Regions from separate parts of the Mus musculus genome. Here all the other regions are linked to region 6. A link is a contact called in public HiChIP or PLAC-seq, capture Hi-C and promoter capture Hi-C data. All regions are on one chromosome and are shown on one strand. The core of a region is the stretch at or near the end of the contact, and the rest is flanking DNA. Distances in the headings are between cores, read along the strand shown. Region 1 overlaps Vwf (Von Willebrand factor). Region 2 holds the start of Vwf (Von Willebrand factor). Region 3 holds the start of Ano2 (anoctamin 2). Region 4 holds the start of Cops7a (COP9 signalosome subunit 7A). Region 5 holds the start of Mlf2 (myeloid leukemia factor 2). Region 6 holds the start of Tuba3a (tubulin, alpha 3A). Region 7 holds the start of Pianp (PILR alpha associated neural protein).

Region 1 (2,700 bases), core at 9-2,508, 290 kb after region 6:
TCCATCCTTTCATCTCAGCTCCAAACTCCGTCTCTGTAACTCCTTCCATGGGTGTTTTGTTCCCAAATCTAAGGAGGGGCATAGTGTCCACACTTCAGTCTTCATTCTCCTTGAGTTTCATGTGTTTAGCAAATTATATCTTATATCTTGGGTATCCTAGGTTTGGGGCTAATATCCACTTATCAGTGAACACATACGGCCTCAACTCTTAAGCACACAACTTCCAACTTGTAAACAAAAGACATCCCAAAAGCCATTTTTTTGCCCTTGTGCTTCCAGTGACTCAGCGGCGCAAGGCCCGCTGGGTAGTTGCCTGGCACGTGGCCACGGTTGCTAACAAGGGCAGACTTAAGCTCCAGACTGAGCGCCAAGAGGCCCGTGCTTTGTGCAGAAGGGGGATTTCCTCTTTCCCAGGGCTTGAGATAGCTGACATTTGTCCTTTTAAAGACAAACCGTTGAGATTCTCTCCCCCATAGTTGGGTGCGCTGGTCAGTTTTTTTTCAGCTTGACACAAACTAGAGTCACCTAGAAAAGGGAACCTCAGATGAGGAATTGCCTCCGTCACATCAGCCTGTGGGTTTGGAAAATGAGATGTCCAGAGCACATCCAAATAGGCAAGTGAGACAGGCATGCCCTTCCTCTAGAGATGCTTGACCAACAGACAGATTTCAAAAGAAATCCATCCAAGGTACTGTGCACGAGAGACTTTTCTCACTTCCCCCTTTGGGTTTCTAAATTAGAGTTCTGTGTTTGGTTGGTGGCATTCCCTCTCCCTCCCTTCAAGGCGAGGCTGAGAGCAACAGGTCCCGCCGAGCATATTTTGTTTTGTTTGGCTTTGCAAACACAGGCTGCAAACAGCAAGGGCTTGGCAGATGCTGCCCACCCTCAGAGTATCAAGGAACAAACCCTTTGATGTGGCGTTAGTGGGAGGTACAGACAGACTTTTTCTGGAGAGAACCTGATACTGAGGGTGAGTTGAGGAGGGAAAGACTGGGTGCTTTGTTCAAGGAAGACAAAGCACGGATGCAGCTTTGCTAAGTCTGCGGGGACACATTTTAAGGCTCCAGCTGTATGTCCCTACTCACTTTGTCTCCCGGGTGCTTTAACCAGCATCCTGGGAACAGCTGAAGAACGTGGTTCTTGGTTCGGGACTGAGGCTCCAAACACACCTCCCTGAGGCACGAACTCCTTCAAGTCCAGCACTCACAGTTCAGAGTTTCAGTTTGTTTACCTAGAGAACTGTATTCTGCCCTTAGCCAATCAGATCGTGTTTGCTCACAGCCGGGATCCCTCATTGGCTGGGATGCGCAGTGACTCATCTCCTGGGAGGTGATTAATGTGGCCTCTTGTAAGTTTTTGCTCCCGCTGGGCCCCACGCTTAGATATTGGGTCTGCTAACTGGGAGTCTTTTAGCAGCGGGGTTTTGGATTCAGGAGCCAGTTGGAATGGTTGAGCGTTCTCAGGGAGGCTGCACTAGTGTACAACTGCTTTGGTTAGCTGTCAGAACCAGTCACCTCTCTTTTCTCCTGATTTTTGTAGCTCTTTCAGGGAGCCTGGTCATAATTCTTATACCTTGGGGAGGAACGTTTGCCTGTTGTACCAACAGACCCACAGCCTCTCTCTGCTGGGACCGATAATGGCTTGTTGGATCTCATCGTTTGCAGTTTTAGTTTTGTTTTTGTTTTCCAGCTGAGCCTGGAGCCCAAGCCATAAATGTCCAGATTAAGTGATGCTCATCTGCTCACAGCTACCACACAACACATGCTTTTTAGAGAGATCCTTAGCCTTTCTCTTTTTGTAAAATGAAGTCTGGGGAGCATGGGGGAAGGGCTGAACTTCACAAAGGGATAGTAGCTTTGGTCCTGTGTCCTGCCTGTAATTTGAAGCCGAAAGCCCCATAGGGTTGCTGTTAGCCCACAGAGTGGTCATTCTAGCTATGGAAAAAGACACTCCTTTCCCAAGGCAATCTCCTGTCACTGATGGAAACCTACCACAGTGAACACAACCACTGCACGTCCCACGATATACAGATCTGCGGGTGATGCTAAGGCCCACTATGTAAGTGTCAGCCACTTGGCACATCACCGTTGGTCATAGTGTAGCCTGTCACCGCACTTGGTGACTTTGGACTAGCCTGGGAGTCACCGAAGCCATTATCACCACTCTCAGGTCACATTCCCCAGTGTGACAAGATTGGCTCCTGCCTTTGCTACTGCTGTCAAGAGCATGAGGACACGTCCATGCTTGGCACCAAGAGATCTCTCCCTGTAATTCCTAAGAGTTTGTCTTCACGATGACCAACTGCCAAGTTACTGGGAATCCCAAGTGTTCAGTTACTGGGAATCCCAAGTGTGGTTGCTGCTAATTTTTACTTGAGCCACAGCAGGGGAGTAATCCAGTGGTAGCAGCATCGTCAGATGAGTCAGGATTGGGAGAAATGGATTTTCATCAACGTTAGGAATCCCAGGCTCACAAACACTGAAGCACTGGATGAGATTCTCAAAGTTACCTCTACATCCCCCTACCCCCTGCGGGAAGGTGCTCTGTGAACAACAGCCAGATGGGCTGGATGTGTTCTGATCTTGGCTTTAAGAGTCAAGGCCTTAGAATAGGCTTGCTAGGCTCTTTCTGGCCTTCATGCACAGCTCAGCTCTAGCTGGCTCCTCAGCTTCCTGAGAGAGCACACTCCATTAGTTTATG
Region 2 (2,700 bases), core at 66-2,565, 270 kb after region 6:
CCAGCTCATCGGAAATGGTGCTGAACTGGTGGTCCTGCAAGAAAGCATTGTGAGAAAGCCTGTATGCAGAACCCTTCCATGGCCTCTGCATCAGTTCCTGCCTCCACATTTCTGTCTTGTTCCTGTCCTGACTTCCTTTGGTGATAAACTGTGATACAGAAGCCAAATAAACACTTTCCTCCCCAACGTGCTTGTTGGTCACGGTGATGGTGTTTCATTGCAGCAATAGAAACCTTAACTAAGACAGTGGAAACGGGAACGGGAGAGTGTGAGGTGTGTGTGAAGGGGGCATAGCAGTTCTTCAGAGGCTTGGCGGAATGGTGTAGTGAGAAGCAGTGAAGTAGGCCACTCCTAGACACTCTGCGGGGGCTGCCCAGCTGAGTGCCGGCAATCCCACAGACAAGGTCCTGCCTCACTTCGCTTTCCTACATTGTACCTGGTTTCTTTTTGAACAGGAATTAGTGTGTCCCATCTGGCTGAGACCTGGGCTTTTGGGAATAGGAGGTTGGGAGGCAGGGGCAGAGAGAGTATGTGTGTGCAGATTTACGCTAGTGTGCGTGGAGGTGTGGTGGGAACTCGGGGATGTAGCTCAGTGGAAGATTGTTTATCACGTGCAGGTCTTGGGTTCTATGCCTTAGCAAAGAGCAGGTGTGTACGTGTGAGTCTTTGAAGGGGGAGTATTAGAATGGAACCATCATTTCCACCCCCACTCCCCCAGTTCCCAAAGACTTAGACTGTGACCAGTGCTTTCATTTTTGTTGCTGTTTGTTTTGAGAGAGGCTCTCTCTCTCTCTCTCTAGTCCTTGCTGTCCTGGAGCTTGCTAAGTAGACCAGGCTGGCTCAAACCTCATAGAGACCTTCCTGCCTCTGTCTCCAGGCATGTGCTACCATGTACATAAAACACTGGCTAAGATACAAACAGGCTAGGTTTTTGTGAGGTCTAGCCTGGACGGTTCATACCTGTGGGTGACGGGGCAGGAAGTGCTAACATACTTCTTCCTCTCACCTTGCTGCTAAGTTGGCTAGGTTAGAAGAGTTTTTCAAAACCTCTGGAAATTGGAACCAGAAGCCACGTTGATGTAAGCCTGGTTCTCTCTCCTAGCCTGGACCAGGCTGTCATGGGAAACCTACTGTCCCTGGTCCTGGCTGCCTAAAGGGGCACTCAGGGTGTCTCGGGGACCAAACTGAGCTGTGGTGGTGTTTGGGGAGCAGATTCCAGGAGCTCTCCCTCCTGGCTTTTCAAGCCTTATCAGCCTGGAAGGGCTCGACTACTGCTTCCTGCCATTGTTTCCCGCTGGTAATTAAGAGAAGGCCAGGGCTCTGTGGTGGCAACTTGGAGCTATTGCAGGCAGAGGAATGGGCTGGGGCACAGCTTGGGTTTTCTCTCCCTGGCTCTGAGGACTTTGAAGCCCCTGGACAACTTGACAGCAGGTCGGCTCAGAGTCTGAGCAGATCCATCCAGCAGTTGCGCAGGAAAATGGCTTAGGAGTGAGAGGTGGCACCACTGAGTAGCGGCTGGGTTTCCTCAAGGGACCTTGGAGATACAGCCCCTGTTTGTATGGGCAAGGTATGATGGTTTTGGATGGAGATCTGGCTTAGCTGAGGGGTGGGGGAAGGTACAGGGCTGATCCCTGCCCCTGAGGATCTGGCTGCGGATCCTATAACAGAAGGGATTTGTCTGGAGGAGTGATTCAAAGCTACCTGGATCCTATGGTCCCTCTGCTGTTGCTGCTGGGTCCTGCTTTTCTTTCTGAAGAGGCTTTCTGGCCTGGCAGAATTGTATTCAGATGAGATTGGTAGGTCCCTTCCTTCCCTTCTTGAGTATGTGCTTGGAGCCCCTGATATACCTGTGTGCTGGGAGGGCAGTGGAGAGGGACACTTGCTTTGTGACCCAGTCTTGGCCATGTCCGGTTCACACTCATAAGAGGCTGGATTTACCCCTCTTCATTCGTCTGAATGGGCATTATGTAAGAAGGGTTGTACCCACTATGCCCTAGGTGGCACCTTCTGTATGTCCTGTAACATTCTCCAGAAGAGAGGGGTGGCAGCAGGGGCTTTGAGAGTCGCGGGGTGGGTGAGTGTGCTTAGCCAGCCAGGATTGAGTGGGCAGTGGGGTGAGGCACATTGTAAAGAAATGTTCTCAGGTCCAGGGCTGTTAAATTCCTGTCCCCTTGTCAAGGCCATTCAGCAAACATTTACAGAGCATTCCTGGGTGCTGAGTATCCTTGCAGGTCCCAGGGATGTTGGTGAGAAGGACAGTCCCTGCTCTAAAGGTACTCACGGTCCAGGGCAGGTGACTAACAAGTTCTCAGTGGTGGCCTTGACTGGTCTCTGAGTCTGGGTTCTGATGGCAACAACAAAAGCCAGCCCCTTCTCCTAGTTGGTTGCTATGTGTGATGGTGGAATGGCACCTTTGTTCCAGATGCTGCAGGACTGTGGGGTCATGGGATGCTAGGCTAACATCAAGGGCAGGAGAATAGAACCAGAACTTTCCCACCCCATGGTACCATTGTCTGGAGAAGGTCTCGGCAGTGTGGCTCACTGGGATTGTCACTCTTAAGCCTGGCTCTGCTGTGGGAGGGTTTTGGGGACTAGTTCTCCACGTTTAAAGGAGGCATGGGGGGCAGTGAGAATCCTTATTCTTAGTCTCATTCTCCTCCTCCTTCTATTATTATTATTACTATTATTATTATTATTATT
Region 3 (2,700 bases), core at 132-2,631, 400 kb after region 6:
TGTGACCTGGAAGTTTATGTATGTTCAATAAACTTTTTCTTCCCCAGCTGCTTTAAAATAGCAGCAGCAGCAGCAGCAGCAGCAGCAGCAGCAGCAGCAGCAGCAGCAACAACAACAACAACCACCACAACAAAACAAACAACAGAAAAGTAACTAGGGTAGCCCTTAAACATGTTTTAGGGGGTGTCATGGAAAAACTCCTTGTGGGAGGATGGAAGAGGGATGGATAGCAGGCGAGTGCCTTTTTAGTAATTTAGGAGTGGAGATGACATGGAGAAGGGTCCCTGGAAGCAGGAAGCAGGTGAAGGAAGGAGAACGAAGGGAAAAAGAGGGAGATGCGAAACTGCAAGGTGTTCTGAGCTGGGACACCAGAGCAGGCAGCCCGCTTTGGAACCTGGGGCACACAGACTGTGGACGCTTCATGTGTGAAATGGATAAATGGAAGTCACTGCCTCATAGACTGGAGGCTGAGACTGAAGTATGAATGCTGGGCAAAGCAAAGCACTTGAGAGACTCCCGAAGTCAAGAGGTTTAGATAGACACCAGCCATTAATCCTCGAGGCTGGACCACGATGCTTTCTGTTTTCTTTCCATTTGGTTGGGTTTCTGCCACTGTCTTCTGTAAAACAGGGGACAGACATCTCTCAGATTCAGCGATCACAAACAGCGTACTTGATGCTGATGTAATGCTTTCCCACCGAGGAGGAGGCATAACATCAAGGAGCGTCATTTGCTTCTGGCATCTTGGAATGTAGCTCACATCCTGGAAATGGCCCTTTGGAGGCTTTCTCTTCACCCCTCCTCTGTCCATGGTCAGGTCCCTAAGCCACTCTAGGAAAGCACACACCACTCTTGTCTCACAGCTTTTAAATTCTAGGCACACTCCTCACTGCCCTAGAGTCTCCTGGGGAAGCTCAAATTAACACATGCCCTCTCCCCTCTGCCCCTTGTCCTTGTGTACACTCGGGGCTGCATGTTTCCCCCCACCCCCTCCAGACCGGAGTAGCCTCATCTTGCTGTTTAAGTCCCTACTACTACTCAGGGCTATAGCCGGCAGACTGGTGCCACAGGAAGGAGGCTTCGCTGGGGACTGGAAACTAATCAGCCAGGCAGTTCATGAGATAATCCGGCTGAATTATCACAGGCGAGCCCGGCTGTGTGGCGCTCACTCAGGCTCCTGAGTGGAGTGGAGGAGCGCCAGCAGCATTTACTCCCTGGCCCGCAGCCCATGCATGACCCCAGCGTGTCTCTGGCTGCACCTGAGAAAGGGATCCTTTCTGGAAGTTGGGCTAGTCTCTGCGAAGGAGGAGCGCAGGGAACTGCCCAGGGAGAGGGATGGATTGGAGGAGGTGGCAGCCGCTGGCGAGGGGCGGGCACGTCCAGACAGAGCTGAGCCGCGATGGAATTAACTCCCTGGCAGCCACATAAGCCTATCCAGAGTGGAGCGAGGGCAGCCAAGGGGCTTGGCATCTGGGGACCAGCACCATGGCGGCCCCTGGGCTGCGAGGTAAGTTTCCCCTCCCCAGGACCCTGGCTCTCAGCATCCCACTAATTGAAGGAAGATGTGGAAGAGAAGGGATTCTAACACCTGTTCTTTGGGATGAGTGACGTCAAGTGGACTTCCCTGAGGTAGGGAAGGTGAGGGTGCCTGAGTAATTCTCTAAAGTCTTATTTTTATTTACATATTTTATCAAGGAGGGGACAAGTGGCAGAGGGCTGGTGTCCCCTCTCAGTGGCTGGTCACCAGTTCTACTTTGCTTCTCCTTGCTACATATAATCTGAGGGTAAGTAAGACCGTAGCCAGGTTGATCTGACAGTGCACTGAGGACACAGCATCCCTGTGGCCTCTGACACGAGCCACTTTCCTTGGGTGCAGGCAAGTACAGGTATGACATTTTCACAAGTGTTTTTTTTAGAAGAAAGGCAGACTGAGGTAAGGTTTGGGGGCACCAAGGATGTTATTTTACTGTGCCTTGAAAATCAGATCTATTGGGAGCTTGTCTTTGCTTGGGGTGGGAGTTGCTGGCTATTTTGTTGTTGGAGTTGGAATGAGAGGTGCCTGTGGCTTGGGAGTGAACAAGGTGAAGGGATTTGCAGGCAAGTGTTAGTCATAGTCCTACAAACAGATATTTCCAGGGATTATGTGGGCCCTGGCCAGGGAGGGAGGTCCTACTGAGGATGGTCAGACGTTAGCCCACAGGCAAGTGGCAGGTGGTAGGAGAATCTTAGACAAGATGTGTGTATGAGTATGTACATATGTGTATATGTGTACACATGTGAGTATATGTGTTTATGTTCTTGTGTATGAGTATGTATGTATATGTGTGTATGAGTATGTGTGTATATGACTGTGTGTATAAGTATGTATATGTGTGTGTATGAGTGTGTATATGTATGTGTGTATATGTATGTGTGTATATATAAGTGTGTGTATGTATATGTGTGAATGAGTGTGTGTGTGAGTGAATGAGTGTGTATGTATTAGAGTTGTAGAAACTGTTTCTTAAGATGACAGTGACACTCTTTGATCCCTTCACCTGTCTGAATTTTGAGACCTGACACCAGTCCCCTCAAGGAACCTCAGGGTCACTCTGCACCAGCTGCTAGACATCAAGGGCCCATGTGGTTCTGTTACTGTTCTGCCAGGCACTGCCATGCTGGTCTCTGAAGCCCCAGGAAGGCCCTGTTCAGCAGCCTCTT
Region 4 (2,700 bases), core at 173-2,672, 320 kb before region 6:
TCTCTGAGTTGAAGGCCAGCCTGGTCGACAGAGAGAGTTCCAGAACACAGTTATAGTACATAGAGAAACCCTGTCCTGAAAAAAAAAAAAAAAAAAAAACCAACACAAAAAGATATCATACTGGTGGACAAGCTGGAGTTTATCAGTGGTATTCTTAATGACTTGTTCTTTTGCTTCAAAATTAAAGATTTCTGCTTGCTTCAGCAACACATATACTAAAACTGGAACGATCCCGAGAAGATTAGCATGGCCCCTGAGCAAAGACGACACTCCAATTTGTAAAGCGTTCCATATTTTTAAATAACAAAAAAAATTATGCATGAGACATAGGCAGGGATTTCCCACACATTCAAGGCCACCTTAGACCATAGTTACTAGTTTAGGGCAGCCAGGACTACACAGTGAAATCCTGACTCAAAGTGTGGGTACAGAGGGAGGGAGCACTAAGTTTACAGACCCTTTATCTGTAAGATAATGAAGACCTTTATTTGATTGATTTATTTTTCCATGTTGAGAGCTAATTATCGGTACCCCGATCACCTGAGTGGTTACTGGGTACAAAAAACGAGCCCAGCACTCAAGAGTTAACTTTGGTCCCAACGTTCTTTGGGGACTACCCAGGCAAGCAACACACCTCTCTAACATTAGGCATATCCAGCAGTTCCCCAAACACGTAGACACCAGGGGCCTCCAGCACCTGGTGGATGAGTGTGGCCAGTGCCGCCCCCTTAGCCGACTTGGCAAGGAGCAGAAACTGCTCTTGGTTCTGCCCTGTCACCTTCACCTCCGCACTCATGGCTGCGCCGAGGTGCGGGGCTCTGGCCTCAAGATTTCTGGAGCTGCAAGGAAAGAGGAACGTGAAACTAAAGGTCCCTGGACCCTGCGAGGGTGGTCAGCTCGAAGGGACGGGAGCTGCACGCTCAAGAGGGACCCCGCCACATCCGCAGTGAGTAAGTGGGGTCCTGAGGTCTAAAAGGCAACTCGAGGGCTCCTCCAAGCCAGCCCCATCCTGGCTGCCACGCCCACCCGCTCCGTCATCCCGGGCCCAGTCCCAAGCCCCACCACGTGCACCCCATTGAGTTCCAAGACTGATGAACCAGGGAAGGGAGAGATAGCACATGGTGTCTACCGGACGACGACGAACCCCCACTTCGGGACGCGAGTCGTGCACGTGGCCGCCCCCACGTGACCTCACCTCCTCGCGCCTGACTCGCGGCTCCACCCCCTCCCTTAAAGAGGCAGCCCCGGGACCGGCCGGGGTCTGCGCCCAAGGCCAGGTCGTACCCCCGGACCGACTGCAACCGACGGCTACCTGGAAGCCTCGTCTCCCAGCGCACGGGGCGGGGCGGCCGCTCCGTCACCTCCGGCAGCGGCTCCCAAGCCTTTCCTGCCACCTCCCCGCAGGGCCGCTCTAGCCGCTCGCTTCTATGGCCAGCTTCCGGCCGTACTTCCGCTCTCGGGAGGCGGGTTCCGGGCGGCTCCGGCCTGCTTCCGTTTCCGGACCGCGGGAGGCGCGAGAGCGGCGCCCATCTTCCGCTCTGTCCGTGCATCTTTATGGGTGCGAGAGCGGTGAATGCAGGGTGCGGAGAGGACCTCGGCTCTGCGGAGGTCCGGGGGAGCGACCCTCCCGGGAGCTGCAGGACAAGGCAGGATGGCGGCCCCGAGTTCCTGCGGCGACGTGAGCGTTAGCGGAAGGCGAGAATTCGCAGAAAGAAAAAATAAGGGAGAAAGGAGAGAAACGAGGCTATAAATAGTCCAACAACTTATCCACTCTTTTTAAAGAGCAGAAGAAAAGTTTAAAGGGTAAGGGGGCAGGAAGTGGTAACACATGCCCCCACCCCACCCCCCGGCGTATTGGAGGTAGAGGTAGGGGAGAATCAGGAGTTCAAAACCAGCCTCAGCTCCATCGCAGATTCCAAGCCAGTTTGAGCAACATGAGAACCGGTCTCAATAAGAAAGAAAACAAACCCCCGAGTGATTAAGGGGGAAAAGGAAGTGTATTGGTTAGGCTTTTGAGGTTTTCTTCCCATAGAAGTTTCAGATCGCATGACCAGACTTTTGGCCATGGTTACTACAAATAAATATTGAGTCATTTTTTTAGTCTTTGGATCCCAAATTAGCAAGGAGAAAAGTGTGAGTGGAACCAAGGCAGATGAGGAAATTTAAAAGTTAAAGGATTCAGCCGGGCACTTGTAATCCCAGCATCCAGGAGGCTGAGGCAGGAGGATTGCTATATGTTGGGAGGTTATCCCGGGCTACAGTGTGAGAGACCCTATCTCCCAAATATCATGGTGGTACACACCTTTAATTAGGTGGATTTCTGAGTTGGATCATCCGCCACTAAATAGACCAGGTTTCAAAATGAAACAAAACAAAAATCCTTACAGAAACCATATAAGGAGGAAATTAAGGTAAAGCCAGGTTTACTGTTAGATGATTTGTAATCCTATCACTCAGTAGGCTGAGGCAGGAGAATTGGACCTTCAAGGGCTGAGTTCTGGAACTAACCTGTAGGACAAAGAAATATGGATAGGGTCCAAGTGCATACCTGTCTGATTCCGTCGCTTCCTTCGAGGGATGGTGGTGCATGCTTGTGGTCTAGCACTTGGGAGGCTAAGTCAGGAGTATCTTAGGCCCAAAGGCCATGTGAGCTGCATAGTTCCAGGCTGAGAGTGGGAGAGAGAGAAGAGTTAGAAAACA
Region 5 (2,700 bases), core at 79-2,578, 350 kb before region 6:
AGGTCTTATATATCAAATATCAATGAAAAACACATTTTCTCCTTTTTTTTTTTTTTTTTGGCTTCACTTTGCCAATCTGTCAGCTTACGTTAACTATATCACTGTTTCTTCTCTTAGCACTATTTTTTTCCCACTAGCAATGATCAAATCGAAAGAAGCTGAGAGTCTCTGCTCCCAATCTTTTCCTGAGTAACCACTGACCCTTTTCCCTCAGGGAGTTGGTTAGAATAAACCTTTCTCTTCAGATCAGGTTCCACACGGTACCAATGTGGCTGACAGCCAGAGTAAAGAACTTGGGACAGTTTTGAGTTTGGATCTCTGTGGGTCAAAGTCTACCCAATACAGTTCAAATCCTCTGACCCAAAGGGGAGGGCTCTTCTCTCCAGCTCAGCCAGATTTTGTGCAAGACAATTAGTATGTCAAAATACCAGTCTCTGGCTTTGGAGTCAGCCCTCTTGGGCTTACTTTTTAGCTCCACCCCTGGGTGATTCTGCTTAATTTAGCTCTCCACCCCTTTATTCTTCTAAACTTTAGTCCCTTGACCTATCTACCTGCTCAGAACAAAGAAAGTTTTAAAGACCTACGACCTAAAGGAACTGGACTATAGCTTAGTGGTAGGGCATGTGCTTGGTATGCCCAAGGTCCTGAGTTGGGTCCTGAGCACTAAAACCAAAACCAAAAAACGACAACAAAAAGCAAACAGACTTCAGAACTAACGCCTTTGCCCAGGCCAACCCTTCACAGACAGGTCCTGGAGTGGTCCAGAAGCCTAAGCCAACACCGAGTCCTAAGGAGCTAAGGATCCAGCCCGGCCCAGGATCGCCCTCTGGCGGCCAAACTCCCAACCTGGATTCCCTTCCCTGGTTGGCCTTTTCCAAGGCTTAACTAGACCTGAGCTAAATTGTCACCTCCTTCTCTGCGTCACTCGGAGGACACCGCCCGCCCGAGCGTCTCTCCAGAGGGACAGGCCCACGCGCTCCCCTGGTTAAGCGCCCCTCCTGCAGTGTGTTTAAAGGTCCCCGCAGGGATCCGCCCCACCGATCGCCCCCAGACAGCCCGCCTCTCCCCCCCCCCCCCCGCAAAAAAGGTGCGGCACACCCTGCCCCCACGTTGCGCTCAGCCGGTCCCTCCCGATTCCGCTCCGCCCCCCCCCACCTTTGCAGGAGCCTCTTCCTGTCCCCAGATCCCCGAGCCAGCTTAATGACACCTCCCACCCGCCCCAGAGGACCCGCCCTCCGGGGCTCCACGGCGCGCGCGCCGCCCTCCCTCCCAAGCAGGTGGGCGGAGCTCCCGCAGCCCGCCCCCGGGGCCGTCCGTCGTGACGTCACTTCCGTTCGGGCCTGACCGAAGATCGGCTTCTCGGGCCGAGGGCGGGGGTACGGAGGTGGCAGGCGAAGGCAGGAGGCGGTGCGGGAGGCGAGAAGCTGCCGCGCGGACCAATCCTTGCGTCCCGGGCCGCGACCCTGCTCCTGCAGCGCCCCGAGGAGAGGCCGGCCGGATGGGCCGCTGAGCCGGAGTCGGGGACCGGTGAGGCCAGGGCGCCGCGGCCCGCACGGCTGCAGGGATGCGATCCCGGGAGTGGACCTTCCTCTCCGGCTCGCCCGGCGGGAGGCACGGGCTGGGGCAGTGGCGGCCCGGATCGGTGGGCAGTGAGGCCTGCCCGGGGAGGCCTGGTAGCGCCCAGTGCCAGCAGAAGGCGGAGTAGTTGGGGGTCATTAATGGGGTGGCGGGCCGCCGTTCGAGATTCTCATCGAGTCTGGCGTCGGAGGAGGAGCTGACCGTGGCTCGGGGAAGAGAGGATGGCGGGCGGGGGTGGAGGGGCACCACTAAGAGGCTTGGGAAAAATTCCATGACCGGCTTGGAGAGCTGCTGGCTCTCAGGTCTCATAGGTTATATGGCTCACCTGGCGAAGGATCTTCCCTGGAGTTTGGAGGGGTCAGTGATAGTGTATGCAAGAGGCAGCCTTAAGAGTAGCAACACTGAGCTGGTGTGCATAAGCCTGGCCGCCTGCAGGAAACACAGCCTCCGTATCTTCACAGTGTGGAGCCCCCTGGAGCTGAGATCACGATGTTCCGCTTCATGAGGGACGTGGAGCCTGAGGATCCCATGTTCCTGATGTGAGAATTCCCTCCCCCTCGCGCCCTCAGCCCATTCGGATTCAGGTCTGAGCAGTTCAGGCAGACCTTTGAGTTGGTTCCCTTGGCTGGAACCAGTTAGAATTAGCTGGATACTCAGCTGCCGCTCTCAGAGGGAAGCCGGCATCCGTGCCACTGTGTACCCTGACTTCATTTCGGGGAGGTGAAGAAGGCTGGGGGTTAATCTGCCTTCTATAGTGTATGCTCACTCCGCAGGGACCCCTTCGCAATTCACCGTCAGCACATGAGCCGCATGTTGTCAGGCGGCTTTGGATATAGCCCCTTCCTGAGCATCACAGATGGTAACATGCCAGCAACCAGGCCTGCCAGCCGCAGGATGCAGGTAACAGTTGGAACATATCGAGACCTGGGGTGATTAGTTAAGTATGCTGCAGTTCTTGCCCTACAACCAGCTTTAAAGGGACATGACCTGCGTGGGAGGCAGACGAGTGGGGTCAGGAGTCTGGGAAAGGGGCTGTGTGACTCCTGTGGAAAGAAGGAAGGGGGGAACGGAGGCACTGACCTCCTTTGGTACATACAGTTGGTAGGGTGTAGTTCTAACTTC
Region 6 (2,700 bases), core at 59-2,558:
TGAGGCCAGCTCAGATGACGAGAGCCCATCAGAGAAACAAAGACAAGTTCTGGCTGTTTAGACCCAGATCGTATGTGAACACAAGTATCTAAGAAGTCCTCTGCCTGGGGCCGGAGAGTTTGTGTGGTGGGTAGGAGAGCTGTCTTGCAGAGGATCAGGGCTCAGTTATCAGGCTCGCCACGGCCTGACTCCAGCTCCTGGGTCTTCCACACCCTCTTCTGGCCTCTCTGGGAAACTGCACTCAGGAGCACATACTTTGCAGAGACATACATGCACAGCGATTTCAAAGAAAAAAAAATCTAATAAATTAGGTTCTCAGCCTTATTTTATTCTTCCCTTAGGACAAGTTTTTGTAGTCCATGCTAGCTTCAAATGTACTCAGACTAATCTTGAAATCCAAATGTCCTGCTTGGGACTGTGGCATGCGCCAGCACACACCTCAAATGTACTTTCTAATACCAACAATGGATCCCACTTATAAACCATGAAATAAGAAAAACAGCAGTAGCCACAAAACTTATATAAAAGTTCTTTGGCAAGCTTGGTGGAGCTGGTGGCCTGTGATCTTGACGGAGTGGAGGCAGAGAGGGCAGGCCTACCAGGGGCTCTACGGCATTTCCCAATCATAGTAAGCTCGAGACCCGAGCACAGGCTCTTTGGACTCAGTAACTTTCACTTTCCTAGGTGGACGAACATTAGACCAGAAAGCCTGGTGGCTTCTAGGATCTTCTGGAACCCAAGCCATCACTGGTTCTCGCACTCAAGGCCACTGGTACCAGTAAACAAAACAAAAGTTCCCTCTCCAGAAACCTATCTGCCACCTTCTTTTGTTGCTTTTTTTCTTAAGGCTGGAGGCCCACGAGACTGAGGCTGGCCGCGAACTCTTGCGCCTCTTTCATCAGCCTCCGCGGGGCTGGGACTCCGGGCTGGAACTGCATCCCAGCATCCTGGAGCTTCACAGGTGCTAAGAAGCCGAGCATCTCATTCACACGCACTTGCATGGTGAGGAGTCTAGAGGAGACTGCGGGCTCCTGGGCTGCTCTGCCAACGCCCACCCTCACAGGAGCTGGGGTTGCGAGGAAGCCCTAGCCTCAGAGGAGACGGAGGTCAACCTCCCGTGGGGCCGACCCCCCCAGAGGCCCCGAGGCCAACCACCCCGGCCTGGGACTGCTCCCACCACCCCGGCCGCTCTCACCATGCTGAACTCCGGAGACCCGCTCAGACGCCGCCTCGGCCGTTCCTCACCACTGGTCCTCAACCGCCTCTGGTCTGCGCGCTCAACAGTCCAGGACGGATGTGGAGTCCAGGCCGGGGCTCATTGGCCCAGAGCGCCTTAGGGGCGGCCTTAGGCTCCACATCCCACTAATGATTGGATGTGGCTCAAGTTGCAGTGCTGGCACTTTCTGATTGGATGTGGCTTTGGCGGGAAGGCTCTGGAGTGGCTGGAGGGGGACAAGCATTGAGGAGCATCTGAAAATGGGGGGTGGGGGGAGGTGTGTCTGCGCGTCCCCGACATCCAACTTAGCATGGAACAAGTGGGGCGCTCAGGTCTTGCTTATCTGCGTATGTTATCTGCGCATCGGCGATGGAGGGATGCCCTAGCAGCCCTGCACACTATCCGTACCTCTGTCCTCGCCTTTCCTCCTTTCGCCTCACCTCACACAGCCTTACCTCACTTGGGGCAGAAAAGCTGTTCAGCCTCCCTCGCTTTGGAGGCCACCAGGTCGTGCTTCTCCAGAGACCATCTGCCAAGTCTTGCGTTGGGACCCAGAGCTGTTTTGGAAGTCTGTGTGAGCAGTTGCCTATTCCGACATTATTTACTCGGAGAAGGTTTTGAAAGGATTTGGGTATGCAGCCCTGGCTGGCCTCCAAAGCTTGTAGCCCGGGCTGGCAGAAGTTGAAACTCTGTCTCAGGCTACCTCAGAGCTGGGGCTATAGATGTGTGCCATGCCTGGTGGCAACCAGACCTTCAATCTGCAATTTGGAGGAAACATAAATTAGTCAACATACCTATCTTTCCTCAGGATATCGAACTGCACATAATGAATTGTAGGCTGTGCCATGGTGTTTTTGTTTGTTTGTTTGTTTGGGCAGAGTCTCATGTATCCCACCCTGGTCTTGATTTCCCCTGTAATCAAGAATGGATTTGATCCTTCTGACCCTCTAATCTCCACCCTCTGAGTCCTGGGACTGCGGATCTGCATCACAAGCTGGGGACACACTCATGGCTTCAGAGATGCTTAGCCAGCACTCTACCAAACCCAGCTACAACTCTAATCCCCAGTGCTGTGTTTACAAGAAACATTTTTTTCTGATTATGAGATTAACACATTCAGAGTAGAACATGTGGGAAAGGCAGCAATAAAATAGAACACCAACAACCACGCATGTCTCTAGAGAAACACATTTCAGCTGTCTTTCATCCTGGCGTGCATACATTTATGACTTGTTTTATAACTAGAATCAAACATGATTTTTTTTTAAAAAAATTCTGCAATAAACATTTTTTGGAACAGAATCTTCTTGATGCAGTCTTATTGTTGGGGATCTGATTTGGTCGCTAGGCATTTGAAACCCAGGAAATTTATATCCATATCCCGTGAATGAATATATTCCTTCATGTATGCCAGATTCAGCATATAGAAGGCAACCTCGATACCTGCAAATGAGCAATGGCATGAGACAGCCTGCTGGCTTTGT
Region 7 (2,700 bases), core at 81-2,580, 290 kb before region 6:
GACAAAGAATGTGGAAAGAAAAGAAGGCCAAGGACTAAGCCCTAGGAGCGCCAACATGTCGAGGTCAGAACCGAGGAAGACAGTAAAGAACAGCCAGAGGGTTGGAGGGGAGCCAGGAAAGTGTGGTTTCCTAGAAGTTTGGGGCGCAGGGTTGGGGGGGGTCATGCAGGGAGAAGGGTTAGGTATGAATGGGTAGGGTCAAAGGAATTTTAAAAAAGATTTATTTATTTATTATATGTAAGTACACTGTAGCTGTCTTTAGACACTCCAGAAGAGGGAGTCAGATCTCGTTACTGATGGTTGTGAGCCACCATGTGGTTGCTGGGATTTGAACTCAGGACCTTTGGAAGCATAGTAGTCAGTGCTCTTAACCACTAAGCCATCTCCCCAGCCCCAGAATTCTCTTTATTACATCTAATTAGTGTATGTGTCACACCACTTGTTCAGGGGTCTGGTGACAACTTTCCTTCCACCATGTGGGTCCTGGGGATAGAACCCAGGTAGTCAGGCTTGGTGGCAAGCACCTTTGTCCCCTGAGCCATCTCCACGGCCCAGGTCAAGGGAGTTTTAAGAGATTAGAAAAGGGCACTCAGAAGCCTGAATCTAAGTGAGCCCGTGTAGACCATTTGGGAACAGACAAGGAGAAACTTCTAGAGGGAACAGCAGGGTGCAAAGCCCCGAGGCAGGCTTCTAGTGCCTCTGGTCTAGGAATATTCCCCAACTGCACTAAGGCTGTGCCGAAGAAATCCTTAGGAAAGAAAGCTGGAGATACCCAGAGGCAGGAATCTACGGGGGCCTCCTTGTGAGCCATAGTGAGTGTTGGATATTCTGAGTCTCGGAAAAGCTAAGTATAGCAAATGGTCTTGAACCATTTAAGGACTGTTTGGGTTGCTTCAGGGAGAATGAATTATAAGAAGGATCATAGTGAAATGAGGAATTAATCTGCTGGGGGCACTCCAATTTGCGTATGCAGTCTTCTCTCCCACCCCTCTTTGGTCCTCTCACCCACGGTCTTGAGCTGCCTTTCCACCTTTGCCAGAGTTGGGGACTCAAATGTATGGATGACTCAGAATCTCAGACTGCTTGGGGGTCAGAAATCATGAGGTCTGTGAAGCTGCGCTTAGGTAGAGGGGAAGCTTACCATCACTACCCAAAGGAGGTTGCGTCCCCCCAACCCCCTCCATCCCTGCTCCTCTTCCCAACCTTGCACCTGGACAAAAGCTGAGCTCGCAGCGTAGCAAACGAAGGGTTAAGTCGTGCGTGGCCTACAGACGTGAGAAGGAGAGGCGGAGACCAAGTGGTCCTAGTCGCCCGCCGAACCCAGCCGAGCCCGGCCGAGCCCAGCCGAGCCCAGCCGAAGCGAGCGTCTCCCGCCGCCGCCGCCGCCGCCGCCGCCCCGCGCCCCGGGCGCCCGCCCCCCTCCGGCTCCAGCTCCTCGCTGCCAGCCAAACCTCCCGACCATGCCCGGCGCCCCACCCGTTTCTGCGACCCCCCAGCCCCGCGTAGCTCCGAGCGCCTGCAGTCGTCGCGCCGCCACACCAGGCATGCAGGTGAGCGAGGGGGACCCAAAGCCCCTACCCGTAGGGAGCAGACTCTGCCCTCCCAGTGCCAGCTCCGCGTCCTTCGCCCCCCGCCCCTCCTGGCGCGGTCTCCAGCCGCCTCCAGTCTCCCAGAGCTCCTTTCCACAGTGCCCTCCATCCCTCCGCTGTCCTGACTCCATCCTACCCTCTTGGTGCAGCAGTCAACGTCTCCGCGCCTGCCACCATCCCGCCTTTAGCTCATCCTGCAGCTTCGGGCATCCTCCTGCCTCAGGTCCCCTTTCCGCTCTGGGTGCTCCCTCCAAATCCCTTGGCCGATCGTTTCCTTATTTTTCCCGGTTCGCACCGCTTTCCAACCCTATCCAGGGAGCGCAGGCCTGTGGGATTGGCGGGATTGGGGGGCTCTGCTAGAGATGGGGCCCGGTTCCCCCACCCCACCCCCAGTTCGTCTTCTGCGCACAACAGGTCGGTGAGGAGCGCGAAGGGGGTGGGGTGGCGCACCAGCTTGGGGACTGCGGACTTCCTGGAGGGGGTGACAGAGGGGTACGGGGTGTGTGAAGGGGCTGGAGTTGACATTGGTGGTGGTGGTGGGTTGTAGCCAACGAAGGGGCAGGTATGCCCTGGAGTAGCGGGCCACTGGTGTCGCCGAGTCCTTATTCGCTCCACTGGTTCGGCTACCATTTCTTTCCTCCCGTTTCTAACCTCCTCCCACTAAGCCCCCCGGCCTCTTTCCTTTCCCTTCTCTTTCACCTGGCCTCCAGCTCTGTCTCCATATCTCTTTCAATTTCAAGAAACAATTCCTAACTCCTCCATCTTTGCTGTTCTGTCCACCCCCCACCTCCGGTCCCCGTCCCTTCCTTTTTTGATTTTGCCTTCAACACCGTGTTCTAATCTGTCTCAATGACTCTCTCCCCGTCTCTGATCTCCACCGTCCTTTTCTCTTCCACTCTCTTTGCTTCTGCCCTGACCAGACCCCTCCATCCTCCTGCCTGATGCCTGTTTTCTTTTCCCTCCCTGCCGTCTTCTCTCTTCAGCATCCTTGGCCAATCTCCTGTAGCCCCTCTTTCCTCCCCATCTCCTCCCTTCCCAGCTGCTGTCTGTCCGTCTTCTCACTCTTGACCAACCTTTTCCCTCGCAGCCTTTCACCTCTCGCACCCCCCTC

Evidence for each region. Promoter capture Hi-C pulls out the DNA fragments that hold promoters and counts their contacts. HiChIP or PLAC-seq counts read pairs in DNA pulled down with a chosen protein or histone mark. Capture Hi-C pulls out chosen DNA fragments and counts their contacts.
Region 1: a contact with region 6 is called in an HNF4G HiChIP or PLAC-seq map of pancreatic cancer cells. The contact joins the enhancer-like site here to the promoter of Tuba3a in region 6. A contact is called at or near these places in 1 of 39 promoter capture datasets (macrophages), 1 of 484 Hi-C or Micro-C datasets (bone marrow-derived macrophages), 4 of 115 datasets of contacts at active chromatin or transcription factors (the NIH/3T3 cell line, embryonic stem cells and pancreatic cancer cells) and 1 of 9 other capture datasets (macrophages).
Region 2: a contact with region 6 is called in a promoter capture Hi-C map of liver. The contact joins the promoter of Vwf here to the promoter of Tuba3a in region 6. A contact is called at or near these places in 1 of 39 promoter capture datasets (macrophages), 1 of 115 datasets of contacts at active chromatin or transcription factors (pancreatic cancer cells) and 3 of 9 other capture datasets (adipose tissue, liver and macrophages).
Region 3: a capture Hi-C map of embryonic stem cells shows a contact between it and region 6, with 4 times the contacts expected there. The contact joins the promoter of Ano2 here to the promoter of Tuba3a in region 6. A contact is called at or near these places in 7 of 39 promoter capture datasets (the 3T3-L1 cell line, embryonic stem cells, hematopoietic stem and progenitor cells and 3 more) and 1 of 9 other capture datasets (embryonic stem cells).
Region 4: a promoter capture Hi-C map of liver shows a contact between it and region 6. The contact joins the promoter of Cops7a here to the promoter of Tuba3a in region 6. A contact is called at or near these places in 3 of 39 promoter capture datasets (cranial neural crest, liver and pre-B cells), 1 of 115 datasets of contacts at active chromatin or transcription factors (pancreatic cancer cells) and 1 of 9 other capture datasets (pancreatic islet).
Region 5: a promoter capture Hi-C map of liver shows a contact between it and region 6, with 2.4 times the contacts expected there. The contact joins the promoter of Mlf2 here to the promoter of Tuba3a in region 6. A contact is called at or near these places in 3 of 39 promoter capture datasets (liver and pre-B cells), 3 of 115 datasets of contacts at active chromatin or transcription factors (bone marrow-derived macrophages, microglia and pancreatic cancer cells) and 1 of 9 other capture datasets (pancreatic islet).
Region 7: a contact with region 6 is called in a promoter capture Hi-C map of pre-B cells, with 2.7 times the contacts expected there. The contact joins the promoter of Pianp here to the promoter of Tuba3a in region 6. A contact is called at or near these places in 4 of 39 promoter capture datasets (cranial neural crest, liver and pre-B cells), 1 of 484 Hi-C or Micro-C datasets (embryonic stem cells), 3 of 115 datasets of contacts at active chromatin or transcription factors (bone marrow-derived macrophages, microglia and pancreatic cancer cells) and 1 of 9 other capture datasets (liver).

What each region holds. Positions count from the first base shown.
Region 1 is chr6:125,572,128-125,574,827 of GRCm38.p6, forward strand. The region is part of intron 6 of Vwf (Von Willebrand factor); the gene reads left to right. Among named protein-coding and RNA genes, the nearest start is that of Vwf, 21 kb to the left of the region's middle. Within about 2 kb of position 1,259, at least 343 of the 459 cell types and tissues checked have an H3K27ac peak or open chromatin away from gene starts, as enhancers often do. A contact at or near this core is called in bone marrow-derived macrophages, embryonic stem cells, macrophages and 1 more, where this site is marked.
Region 2 is chr6:125,551,633-125,554,332 of GRCm38.p6, forward strand. It overlaps Vwf (Von Willebrand factor), which reads left to right and starts at 1,316. Exons shown (of 52, transcript NM_011708.4): 1 at 1,316-1,567.
Region 3 is chr6:125,689,238-125,691,937 of GRCm38.p6, forward strand. Ano2 (anoctamin 2) reads left to right here and starts at 1,382. Exons shown (of 25, transcript NM_001364562.1): 1 at 1,382-1,507. The coding sequence starts at 1,486.
Region 4 is chr6:124,964,090-124,966,789 of GRCm38.p6, forward strand. It overlaps Cops7a (COP9 signalosome subunit 7A), which reads right to left and starts at 1,423. Exons shown (of 8, transcript NM_001355542.2): 1 at 1,313-1,423; 2 at 635-839. The coding sequence starts at 796. Gm23851 (a small nuclear RNA gene) reads left to right here and starts at 194; the gene lies at 194-298.
Region 5 is chr6:124,930,060-124,932,759 of GRCm38.p6, forward strand. Mlf2 (myeloid leukemia factor 2) reads left to right here and starts at 1,329. Exons shown (of 9, transcript NM_001170341.1): 1 at 1,329-1,527; 2 at 2,040-2,117; 3 at 2,352-2,478. The coding sequence starts at 2,068.
Region 6 is chr6:125,284,773-125,287,472 of GRCm38.p6, forward strand. It overlaps Tuba3a (tubulin, alpha 3A), which reads right to left and starts at 1,309. Exons shown (of 5, transcript NM_009446.3): 1 at 1,196-1,309. The coding sequence starts at 1,198.
Region 7 is chr6:124,995,390-124,998,089 of GRCm38.p6, forward strand. It overlaps Pianp (PILR alpha associated neural protein), which reads left to right and starts at 1,331. Exons shown (of 6, transcript NM_175696.4): 1 at 1,331-1,550. It also overlaps a transcript of Cops7a not described here.